Regions from separate parts of the Hordeum vulgare genome. Here region 2 is linked to region 1. The links are chromatin contacts, called in public Hi-C maps. All regions are on one chromosome and are shown on one strand. The core of a region is the stretch at or near the end of the contact, and the rest is flanking DNA. Distances in the headings are between cores, read along the strand shown. Region 1 has its middle 21 kb from the start of LOC123410349. Region 2 holds the start of LOC123407660 (replication termination factor 2).

Region 1 (2,700 bases), core at 83-2,582:
TTACAAAAAACCTTCTACGAATCAAATAACTGACTTAATATTTATCTAAACAGCCCCTGATTTTTATTTACTTGCTTTTATTTTCTTGCAAAACTATCTATTACACCTACTAAGTGCATCTAGTTTCCTTTCTGCAAAATACTTTCATACTTGTTCTAGGTAAAGTAAGCGTTAGAGTGCGTAGAGTTGTATCGGTGGTCGATAGTCCTATTGTTCTACCTGTAACTCCTCGTTGGGTTCGACACTCTTACTTATTAAAAAAAGGCTACAAACTATCTCCTACAGTAGTGGGTTATCAAGACCTTTTCCGACGCCGATGCCGGGGAGCAATCGTGTAGCGGTTGATATTCTTGTATGTGCTTGTTTTCTTGATCACTATGTAATTTTTATGTTATGTTGTAAGTTGTTTTCTATCTTTAGTTATGGGTAGGAAATGCAAAATATCAAAAAATAGATATACTTACTAACCGAGTGGTTGGGGAACTACCCAAAATGTTTCCCAGTATAGAAGCTTATTACTTGGATCATCTTCGATCCCTTTGTGCTCGTGCTGAAAACCCAACTAGCTTAGTTGAGGAAAAATCATTAAATGAGCATCCTTATTATGTGCGGCACCTCTTATCTTAAAAGGGAAACTCTTGTGGCATCAAATAAATACTTTGTGTTACTATGTTTGAAATTTATGCGAAATACATGATTTTACTTGTTGTTCTGAAGAAACTAAAAAATACCTTCCCTACCAATGTGTGTTTAATGATAATGAAATATTATCTTCTCATGCCAAGGAGGTCTATTGTTATTACGATGTTGAACAAATTAAAAGAAATATTGTTTTTAAGGGTGTTATGAAATTACTACTTTATTCTCCGTTTAAAAATTCTGTTTTCAAGATTCAAAAAATTATTCGTTCTTTACAAAATTGTTCACACTTCCAATTTTGTTCATGATTTTTAAAAAAATTCTCGGTTTTTAAATTTATTCTCAAGATTTTAAAAATGTTCATCCTTTGAAAATTTGTTTGCGCTTTTAAATTTGTTCTCCATTTTCTAAAATCATGTTTTCAAAAAATGATGAAAAATCAACATTTGTTCGCTTTCATAAAAAATGAAAAAAATGAAAAAGGTAGAAAGAACGAATCAAAAATTTAAAAAAGAAAGGAAATAACAAGAAATGGATGAAAAGAAACAGAAAAGAAGAAGAAAAATAGTTATCAGATTTTTGTGAGAGCAAAAAAACTAAGCCGGCTTAGTCGGACGACCCCCCCTGCGCGTACGAGAACTCCCTCGCATAAAGAGCGATAGATAGGAGCTTAGGTAGGAGCTCCCGTAGAATCTACTAGCGAGCAAACCTGCCTATTGCTGGAGTGATCGAGCGAGCGTTCATTCTTAATAGGCCTGCCAACTGAGCGAGCCAACTAGTCCTTCCGTTTTTAAATATTCTTTTTTCTAAATTCCACCACGTAATATATATATATATATATATATATATATATATATATATATATATATATATATAGAATCGCGTTATTCGTCACCCAGGATGCAGACTAGTTTATTCTTCACGCAGGATGCATAATAAACTTTATTCATGTGAATATAATACCCAGTAAATATGTTTTGGTGACGAATAAACTCTATTCACCCAGGATGCATAATAAACTCTATAAATATGCAGACTAGTTTATTTTCATTGAGTATAACACCAAAACATATTTATTAAAATGTATGATATTTATGTGTATATGTTTATTGGGTATAACACCGACACATACATATTTTCGTTTAATATAATACCCAGTAACACGTATCACGGTCTATGTGGAAATGTCAGATACATGTACACATATATGAACTAATGTATAAATGTTCAGACTATTTTTGTTTTGGAAAGCAAACACCATTTAATATATTTGTACATGCAAACAAAATATGGAAAGACATTATTTTTGTCGATTGGATGACATGCACTAATAAATATGACTTGCCATAAGTGACCTAGGTGCCCAGACACCTAGGTGCCCCAAACATTTTACATATATATATATATATAGATTCATTCATTTTTCGTTGTATGTAGTCTCTAGTAAAATCGTTAAAGGACTTATATTTAGAAACGCGACATATAAGTCACCCTATAGGAAGTCGCAATGAAGTGTCAAACTTACCAATCGTGGGTGTGGGAAAGGCGGTAAGCCGAGTGCGTGTGGGCAAAAACGGATAGGCGAACGAACAGGCGTGGATGCGGGAGGTCGGAAGCGGGCGGGATGTTCTGTATCACGCACGCGTAATGAAGAGATCGATTGTTATGAGAGGGCGTGGAAAACAAAGGGAAAGTTGTGGCCTTGTGGGGGAGTGCGGCCTGGTCTGCTTAAGGGTTGGAAAAATATCCCTAATGCACCATTTGTGGTACCACGGCCATGTCTCGCCTATTGCGAGATGGGCGAATCTTATTTAGCGCTACAGCGCATACCCCTCAGTCGTAATTTGGACTCGCCCAGATGCTTTTATTCTCTTATTCTGTTAATAATTGGAAAAAAGGAGGCCAAGAACGGATTCGAACCAGAGACGTAGCACATAAGTTAGAAACGCAGCAACCACTTGGGACAACCCACAATGCGCGATAACTTATTCATTTTATCCTCTCTATTCTTTCTTCAGATCGTGACCGGTTTCTCATTTTTTCTTTTTTTTTCAACACGGC
Region 2 (2,700 bases), core at 30-2,529, 120 kb before region 1:
GCGTGCAATGTCGCTCGCATGGACCAGCCCACTAGCATGCTGTTCAGTTTTTCGATCTGTTTTTTTTCCGTTGATCCAGTAGGAAAAAATGCACAAATTTTCTATTTTTTACCAAAATAAAAATATGAAATCAAAAAAGGTTTACAGATTTAAAGAAAGGTCCATTCATTTCAAAAAACTTCATTTCTTTAAAAAAGGTTCATCAATTCTGAAAAAAATTAATCAGTTTTTTAAAAAAGTTCATCAAATTTGGGAAAAGTCATTAATTTTTTAGAAACTTCATCAAATTTGAAAAAAATCATAGAAATTCAAAAAATTTCATGTATTTTTAGAAAAAGTTCATTGAACTGAAAAAAAGTTCATAAATCTTTAAAAAGTCCATCAATTTTGATAAAAAATCATCCATTTTCAAAAAGATGTTCATCAAATTTCAAAAAAGTTCATTGATATTCATAAAAGTTCATAGAATTTTAATATTTTAGAAAAGGTTCATCGATTTTCAGAGAAAAGTTCATCAATCTTAAAAATATCCGTTGATCTTTTTAATGACATTAAAAAAAGTTCACAGAATTAGAAAATAAACCGTCAACCGATGACTAAATGGGTCGACCCTTTTACAAACGTCACAGGCGTCAGTTAACAAAAATGCATCTTAACTAACGGATGTGGCGTCAAATAGAAAATGCCGAAGGCGAGACATAGAGACGCACGCCCACACACGGGAGAGAGACAGGATCCTCGCTATAGCAGGTTGCTAGCTAATTGAAAGCTCCTATTTGCCGCTTTTGCAGCAAACAGATGCGCCATTGCACATGGTGCGTTCAACTAGGCCGGCCCATTATGATACACCGCGAGCCCATGTGAAAAATCACAAAAAAATAAACCGTCAACCGATGCTTAAATGGGTCAGCCCATTTACAAATGTCACAGGCGTCGGTTAACAAAAATACACGTGAACTAACGCGTGTGGCGTCAAATAGGAAATGCCGAAGGCGAGACATAGAGACGCACGCCCGCGCACGGGAGAGAGAGGATCCTCGCTATAGCAGGTAGCTTGCTAATTGGCTGGCCCAACCCAGATTCAGCTTGATCGGGCCAGCATTTGTTTTTTGAGGGGATCGGGCCAGTAAACGCAGTGAGCATCAACTGAGCCCGCCCGAGTCGAGCTCAGTCCAAAACTCCCAACCCAAGGCCCCAGGCAAACCGAGCACACTCCGCGTGCCGAACCTCCTCACCGTCGGTACTCGGTACAGACTAGAGACGTCAGAGTTGACGTCTCTCGATGTCCCTCCGCGTCCAGCTTTCCCATAGGAGTAGGAGCCACCCGCACGGAACCAATCCCGATTCCCCATTGTCTCCGTTAGCCACCTCCGCTCCCGAATCCGGCGCATCGAAACCCTAGCTCTAGCCCTAGCCTCGCACCAGCCATGGCGCCCGCCGCCGGCGCGACCCGGGCCGTGGTCCTCCGCCTCGACGACCTGTCCCTTCCGTCGCGGTACCTCACCGTCGCGTCCCACCTCCCCGTCTCCGACCTCCTCAGCTTCCTCCCCCTCCCCACTTCCTCCTTCTACCTCACCACCGACGGCCGCCCGCTCGCGCCCTCCGCGCCCGTCGCCTCCCTCGCGGCGTCCGGCTCGCTCCAGCTCCGCCTCCGCGCGCTCCGCGGCGGGGGCGGCGATGGCGGGTCCACCTGCGCCGAGTCCCGCGACTGCTACCTCTCCATGTACCTCGCGAAGAAGCCCGACAAGGCCGACCCCAACGAGGCCCGCCTCTCCCGCTTCACCTGCTGCGCGCTCTCGGGGGAGCCCCTTGCCCCGCCCGCCGTCGTGGATCGGCTGGGCAACCTGTTCAACAAGGAGGCCCTCGTCGAGGCGCTCATCCACAAGCGCCTGCCCAAGGCGCTCTCGCACATCCGCGGGCTCAAGGACATGATCCCCATCCACCTGCACCCCAAGCCCAACGCGGCGGACCAGGAGGTCCGTTTCCAGTGCCCGGTCACCGGGTTTGAGTTCAACGGCAAGTCCCAGTTCCTTGCCCTCCGTGGATGCGGCCACGTGCTGAGCGTGAAGGCTCTCAAGGAGGTGAAGTCGTCCTCGTGTTTGGTCTGCCATAAGGAGTTCGTTGAGGTGGACAAGATGCCCATCAATGGGACCGAGGAGGAGGTGGAAGTGCTGAGGCAGAGGATGGAGGAGGAGAGAGGGAAGCTGAAGGAGAAGAAGGATAAGAAGCTGTCGAATGGGCTCAGTGGGAGTAAGCATGCTGCTGCTGCTTCTGCGGTTGCAGACGCTGAGAAGTTGGAGAATGGGAAGAAAGGGGAGGCTGCCCCAGCAAAGCGGTTTAAGGCTGCAGATCATGCACCGGCTCATGCAAACAAGAAAGTGTATGCATCAATTTTCACTTCCTCCAACAAGTCTGATTTCAGGGAAACATACTCATGCCGGTCACTCCCCCTGGGAAGGAATTAAATCGATGTTGGGGAGATTCCAATGGCATGGAGGTGAACCTCCTGTACTGATTCAGCGATTAGCTTCATACCATGGCTTGCCCATAAGTTCCAGTATTCTTGTTTTAGTTGTTGGTGTTATCTATGCTTGTTCACTCACAGAGAAGCTATATGTTTTTATAAATGATTTGTGAAATATGTAATGGTTGAAACATTTGGCACATATCATTTGGTCCAGTCTTCTCTAGCAATTTGTC

Evidence for each region. A called contact is a pair of places that touch in the nucleus more often than the background predicts.
Region 2: a Hi-C map of leaf shows a contact between it and region 1, with 2.6 times the contacts expected there. The contact joins the promoter of LOC123407660 here to the enhancer-like site in region 1. A contact is called at or near these places in 3 of 6 Hi-C or Micro-C datasets (leaf and seedling).

What each region holds. Positions count from the first base shown.
Region 1 is chr7H:58,570,388-58,573,087 of MorexV3_pseudomolecules_assembly, reverse strand. No RefSeq gene overlaps it. Among protein-coding and RNA genes, the nearest start is that of LOC123410349, 21 kb to the left of the region's middle. Within about 2 kb of position 1,332, at least 1 of the 3 cell types and tissues checked has open chromatin away from gene starts, as enhancers often do. A contact at or near this core is called in leaf, where this site is marked.
Region 2 is chr7H:58,689,271-58,691,970 of MorexV3_pseudomolecules_assembly, reverse strand. It overlaps LOC123407660 (replication termination factor 2), which reads left to right and starts at 1,279. Exons shown (of 1, transcript XM_045100845.1): 1 at 1,279-2,700. The coding sequence starts at 1,428. The coding sequence ends at 2,465.